Regions from separate parts of the Mus musculus genome. Here region 1 is linked to region 2. Evidence: chromatin contacts called from public ChIA-PET data. All regions are on one chromosome and are shown on one strand. The core of a region is the stretch at or near the end of the contact, and the rest is flanking DNA. Distances in the headings are between cores, read along the strand shown.

The links. ChIA-PET counts read pairs in DNA pulled down with a chosen protein or histone mark.
Region 1: an SMC1A ChIA-PET map of the G1E-ER4 cell line shows a contact between it and region 2, with 8 read pairs. The contact joins two enhancer-like sites.

Annotation. Positions count from the first base shown.
Region 1 is chr10:21,510,127-21,513,666 of GRCm38.p6, reverse strand. No RefSeq gene overlaps it. Among named protein-coding and RNA genes, the nearest start is that of Gm33892, 60 kb to the left of the region's middle. Within about 2 kb of position 2,151, at least 5 of the 459 cell types and tissues checked have an H3K27ac peak or open chromatin away from gene starts, as enhancers often do. A contact at or near this core is called in the G1E-ER4 cell line, where this site is marked.
Region 2 is chr10:21,418,020-21,421,525 of GRCm38.p6, reverse strand. No RefSeq gene overlaps it. Among named protein-coding and RNA genes, the nearest start is that of Aldh8a1, 42 kb to the right of the region's middle. Within about 2 kb of position 2,140, at least 34 of the 459 cell types and tissues checked have an H3K27ac peak or open chromatin away from gene starts, as enhancers often do. A contact at or near this core is called in the G1E-ER4 cell line, where this site is marked.

The DNA.
Region 1 (3,540 bases), core at 902-3,401, 92 kb before region 2:
TAGTATTGTCAGAGGAATAATGCGCTGTTTAAGCCGAGTTTTATAACAGCTCACAGATGCTTTCTGGCTTCCCACGACTCTGTGAGACGGCACCTTCATCTTATCATCGCTGTTGCTATACGGGAAAGAGGTTCACAGGAGTGGCAGGGTCAATGAGTTCATGATGGTCTTCCACACAGATCTAGGACTTCAGGGTCATGACAAAGGCCTAGAGAAACATTTCTCTTACAACTACCATAAATAGCCTAAGAGCAATGAAAACAATTTATTTCTACCTTGAAAATATCTGCTCAAATTACCAAGGAATCGTACTAAGTAAATAAATGCATTAAGAGGATGCTGTTAGTTTGATAAAGATTTTCATGTAATTTTTTTAAACACATGCAAATGTTTCACTACAACTTCGAAAAATAAAACTTAGACAGATGTATGAAATCCTTTCTAGTCAGCAGAGCTCTTCCTTGACGCACACTATATAGGACATTTCACTCTCCTACTCCAGGAGAGGAGTCACAGTCCACACATTTGATGGGGAAGACTGAGCAATTTGTTTTCACCACCATCCCCTCTCGACCCATGTCTGCCTGGCATGCGTCATCCACCTGCTGTGTTTAGCTTTCTTTGGTACTTAAAGGTGTTCTGGGATGATATACAGTTGGCAACGGTCTACAAAATAAGCTGACTTAGACCATAAGAAGAAAAGGCCAGTGTCTCAAGACGGGGACAGAGAAGTTTCCAGGAACCATCTTCTCTAATATGCGAATCTGATACAGACCAGATAGTCAAGGAATGTGAAGGAGAGTCTTTCCCATCTCAGTCCCCAGCGGGCTCGGCCATGGGGGAACATGAACTACTCAGCCCATAAACTTGTTAATCGCTTCTATGCAATAAAGCTTATCTCAGGGAGCACATTACTCATGGAAAAGTTCTAACGTGTTAACTTCGTGCGGATTTTATTCTCCATGTTATCTGAGCATCAGTATTTCGGCTGTGTGCTCAGATGCCAGGACAAAATGTGCAAGGCGAAGCGTTCTGATAACGGCAAGGAGACGTGGGCAGCACCTGACTGGGGCGGAATTTGGTTCAACTGCTAATATGATCCCAAATATATGCACAGAGTCGCTTTTTGCCCCCTGCAAGTCTACCAGAATGAAGAATGTATGTTTATTCAATACTCTCTGTGCCTCAGTTTCTCTACCCACCACCATCACTCAGGGGCTTCTCAGAAAATGATGCTGCAGAAAATACTCTTCACTGGTTTTGCATTTTTGTAGCATTCCACTCCCCAGAGTGTGATTGGCTTTTATATATTTATATAATAGCCAAAGGCCAAAATCACAGGCTAGTTTTGTTACATGTTTTCTCTGTCTCTTTATTTGAAACACTGTAAATATGAAACGTTTTCTCTCCCTCCAAAGTAAAACAGTTAAGAATGAAAATGAAAATTTAAATATTATCCAAATACATTTTGTTTGAAGACTGATACTTTGTTTTGATGGATCTTAGCAAGAGTCTAATTCATCCAATGTTTAAGGGAAAGTTTGCTCTGGCTGGTACCCAGTTCTGTAGTCATCCCCATCCCTTCCTCCTCTTCCTCGTTGTTATCACTGACCCTTTGTGATGCTGAGCACTTGATGGGTAGCTATGCTTCATCCTCAAAGCAGTAGTGCTCATAAACACACTTATTTTAAGGTGCGTGTGCGTCTGTGAGTGTGCACTCGTGTCCGTGTTTATAGTGTGTGCAGGAGCACGGGTACAGGGGTTACACACATGCCAGGGGCAGGGATTGAGTTCTGGTTCTTGAGCTTGCACGGTAAGCACCTTATCATGGGAGTCAGCCGTCTCCCCGGCCCCATAAACTGGTGCTTATTTAGATGCACAGCTACTTAGTCTGTGTACCTAGCTACAGGGACATGACTAGACTTTGAGTGGTGTCCAAGGGTGCAGGCTGCTGCCTCTAGTTTGTCAGCAGAGGGGAAGCTGTCCTCCGCTGGGTTCTGTAGCAGGCTAGTCTGCCCACTGGGCTTCACCGTGTGTTTCCATGAGATCAACAGCCTAGTAACAACCCCCTGGCTCTCAGCCTCCATCCCCGACATGCTTCAGCAACTGTGGGGGCAGTGTGCAGAATTCTAGAAGAAAGTGTCCTCAGATAAGCTTATCTTGAGTCCTTCAGTGGCCTCTCTGTGTGGCTCAGATTTGCGGACTGATCTTAGAGGAGCATTCATTTCTCCACTGGCCGATTTTTTTTCACCTTGCTCACTTTTTAGAAGAAAATTTAATTTTGCAGATAAGATGCTGTAATTCAGTCGAATCTAAGAGGTAACTGCATATGGCCAGAAGGTGCCAAAAGCAGTTTCTCCTGGCTCCTATCCTGCTGACCCTTTAATGAATGTTATACTGCCTGCTATCAGGAGCAGCTCAGTAACAAATTCCATAATTGGAGTTAAATTGCTTTAGCTTTGCTACAATTACTTGTTTTGTTGGGGAAGGAGTAGTCAAGTTGGGAGGTTTATTGGCTTCTCACAACCTTTTAAACCTTCAGGTACTGTTGATGAACTTTTGCTAGGTATAAGGTAGAAGTTAAAGAAAAATGTACTTTTTTCAAAAGCCAGATACTGGCACTCAAATTACCACCAATTTGTGTGTGTGTGTGTGTTTGTGTATGTTTGTGTATGTGTCTATGCATGTGTGTATGTGCATGTATGTGTGTTTGTGTGTATGCATGTGTGTATGTGTATGTATGGATGTATGTGTGTGTATGTGTGCATACATGTGTGTATGTGTGAGTGTATATGTGTGTATGTGTGAGTGTATGTGTGTATGCATGTGTGTGTGCATTTGTGTGTATGTATGTGTGTGTGGTGTTTGCAAGGCCTCAGTTAAAACAGAGTGCAGGAATAAGTAGGAGGAAGAGAAGGGGGAGAGGAAGGAGGGAAGAAAAGGAAACTTTTATATTCCAGAGATACTGATCAACTTTAAAACATCATCTTCTTAGTATCTGTGTGGACCATGGTGCGTGAGTGGGTTCTCTCACACTCCCCGAAGCCTCCGTTTGCCCACTCTGAAAAGCAGCGTCTGTAACTGGCACTTGGCATTATGTTTGAGAGGGTTTCATGACAATCTGATAAATGAAGGGGTCCAGCTAAGTACTTCATCTGCTGCCACGCAGCTGCTGTGTGCGGGTGCCCTGTGACGGCTAGAAAGCACGTCCGGAGGGTGATGGGGCTTCTGTCTGCTCCGAGCTCCCAGGCATCTTGCTCTGAAGTATTTTTGTGATTCTCTCCTGTGGAAGTTTGAAGACAATGAACTGAGAGCCTTAATCCCCTTAGAGATGCTAAAAATGGCGAGGCAGGGCAGCTTCCAAATGGTGACAAGGAAGAGACAGGCAGTGCCGGTTGGAGGAAACAGTCTCAGCACCATCCATCCGGATTGAAGCAGTTCTGATGATAAATCCCACCGCTTCCATTTCTAACTTGGAAAGGAAAAGGGAAAGATTTACTTGGTTTTGGAGCTGCAGGAAAACCAGGAGGTAAAGGATTA
Region 2 (3,506 bases), core at 891-3,390:
AACGCCAAGACAGTATGGGATAATGGCCGCACCGATTATACTCGCCAGGAGGTAGATTTGTGATAATAAATGAAAACCAGTGCCCAGCATGAGAGATGTTAAACTCAAAGTGGAAAACAAATCGCAATCTGGTTATTTAAAATGCTTGCCCATGGAGTGGGGGAAGAAAGCAAGAGAGGGAGTAAAGGGAAGGGAGAAGAGATGACACAAGAAGAGAGGCAGGGGAGGAAAGGGGAGGGGAAGAGAGAGGAGGGGCGAGAACAAAATGTTACAGAGAACCAGCGCCACCTGTTGGGGAGAAGTGGTGCTACATCTGGTAAGTAAAAAAAAATGTGTGCCACTCTTGTCTGCTATCTCGTGTTCTCCCTGAGCTAGCCTCAATGATGTGTACCACGAGAGCTCACTTAGTCAGACTGCACACAGCCAGGCTTACAGGTTCCATGCCATTTAACTCAGATCCTATTAATCAACCTGCCCCTGACCTGACCAAGTCTCCTTTGAGAGCGAGAGACTTCAACCCTTGGGGGAAGGCTTCTGGCATTTCTGAGTTTTGTTAAACTCAAGGTACTGTATAGACAGGTTTGCGCACGCGCTGTGCCACGCCCTCCTTTTCTCGAAACTCAGACACTTGGGACGAAAAACAGACCAATCAAGTAGCAATTTTAAAAAGTGCCAGTCAACAAACAAAATGTGACCCCCAAATGGTGTGGACAGGACTAGAGAACGTTGTGTGGAAGTACATATGGCAAAATGATGACGTTTGGATGGCGTTCAGTGCTGAGAGAAATCTCAGCAAACACACAACACTCGTGGTAAGGAAAAAAAAAATGTGCTCTTGCTTTTGGTAAGGAAGAAATGGCCCGTGCTTGAAGGGCCACCCGGAAGAGCGATTTAACCTGAGTAGGGCTTTTTCAGAGAATAGCTTGAGATAAGGGAGGAAAGGGAAGTTGAAACGCAGGCCGACCATTGAATAAAGGCAAAGATAAGGTTACTCGGTTTAAAGGCGTTGAAGATTCTGGGAAAGAAAACAAAGCACCATAAACCGTATCCTAGGCTAACTTAGCTGCCAGTTATAAGCAGAAGAAAGTGGCTGTAAGGTAGGAAAATATACCCCAAAGCAAAAGAGAGGTTTAAGACCACAGGTATGTAATTGAAATCAGAAAAGAAATCTGGCTCTTTGATACATTTTCGTGTTGATGAGTATACTAATAAGACATTTCTAAATATTAAGCCAAGGGAGCGCCTTCAATGAGGAATTGAAGAGGATGAAGAGAAAACGCCAGAAAAGGATTCAGACGCAAAGCCCAGGAAAAACAAAGCAGGGGGTTAAAGATGGCAGTGAACAAGGCTTCAGAAATGACTTGGTTAAATTTCATAATATCTTACAAATAATTCATAATAAATAAATAAACTAATGGATTATTTAACTTTCTGGCATAGCAAAGGGTGGGCAGCTCCCCCTCTCAGGACACTAAGAATATGTGTGGCGACCTTATAAAAAGCCTGCTTGCTTCAGGGCCTTATCCAGTGCGCAAGACTGGTCAGGGGTTTGCAAGCGCTCTGATGTACATCTCAGAGCTCACTCATTGTCCCCAACACATTTTTTATTCTAAGGTTAAATCACTACGCTCATTTTACACCAATGTTTTTCTGTAAGTGAGGGTGCAAACTCTAAATTGCTAAAACTGCCCCAGGAATCAAAGCTCCAAACCGGATGATAATCCCTCCCTCCGAGTGCTTGGTTCATGGAGCACACAAAGCCTGGAGAAGTGCAGTCTTGTTCTGTGCTGGACTTGAGTAAAGCAAGGATTTGTTTGTTTGTTTGTTTGTTTTTATTGGAAGCTCAAGTAAACAAGGTCTCCTTGGTCCTGTATTTGTTCGCTTTGATTGTACTGATACCAAATGGGGCCTATATTTTATCTTATTTCCTATAACTACAGTTCTCAGTGTTCTGATAAAATGCCTGACAGAAATGTCTCAAGGAACGACAAAGTTATTTTGACTCACAGTTTGAAGATGCAATCCACCCTGGCAGGGAACACACAGGTCAGGAGCGTGAAGCGGAAGTTCACAGTGTGCCTGCGGCGTGAAGCGGAAGTTCACAGTGTGCCTGCAGCGTGAAGCGGAAGTTCACAGTGTGCCTGCAGCAAAGGTCGAGAGCCGTGAATGCGGGTGCTGATTGTTTTGTGCTTTACTCAGCTCAGGATGGCAGCCTCTGATGTGGTTCAACCTCCACTCGGGGTGGGACTTCCGTCCTCCGTTAACCTCTCTGGAAACAGCCTGACTGATACAGTCAGTGGGCTCTTTCTGGGTATTTCTCAATCCAGCCAATACAATGACAGAGATTACAGATCACACCTGCGTTTAGAATCTCCTCTTCTTGTTCTTATTCCACACTGGTTCTGATACCTGATGTTCATCAGGAAGTATTTGGTAGGTAAATAATGAGTTTCCAATGTTCAATTATGTCAACGGGTATATTAAACCTGACCAGTGCACCATATCAGTTAGGGATGCTTCAGCCAGTGAGTAACAGAAGACTTCTCACACAAAAGTCTGAACATGGAAGCAGAAGGCCCTGGGCTCGCCTTGCTGCTCAATGACATCCCGGGAGACCATAGCTCACACCATCTTTTCATACCCATAATACTTAGCAGACGCTTTCATCCTGGTTCTTTGCTCTTGGTCACAGTGTGCCTGTTTCGCCTGCAATATCAGGGTATGCTCCAGGGGGGAGCAAGGGATGCCAGCAAGGCTTGTCTCTCCTCTATAAGGAAAGAAAGAACTTTTCCAGAAGCATCCCTAAGCATTCTCTGTGTTGTCTCATTGGCTAAAACTGGACCCCACAACCATTCCTAAACCAGTTGCCAACTTTTGAACATCATATAACTCACCCTAGTTGAAATTGGTAAATTAGTTTAGGATAATCATTTGTCAATCACAGAATCCAAGGGTATATTCTACACCCCTGAAACCAAAGAAGCCAAGCAAATGGGATTCCATTGGCTTGGAAACAAGGATAGATGTAGGCTAATAACAGAAAATGCCTTTTATTATGTATTTTTGGGTGAGCAAGTATTTGTATATCTCTAGTCAAGGTCACTAAGCCATATGTAGACTTTACTAGTAGACCCTAAACATGACCTGTTTTCCTGTCCAACAGCATTGCTTAATTTCCACCATGAACCTAGAAAGGGAATTTAGAGCTGGAGATATAGCTCAGTGAAATAACATTAATAACATTAAAATTTCAGCATCACACACACACACACACACACACACACTTACATACATACACTCAAACACATACTCACACACATATACATACACACACTCAGACACACATACACACACTCATACACATATATACATTCACATGCACACATACACACTTGCACACACATTAATATGCACATGTACACTCACTTTTACACTCACACATGCACACAAAGTCCGGAGGGGTGGAGATGGCATAGATGCCTGGCTGATTTGATTAATTCACTGGT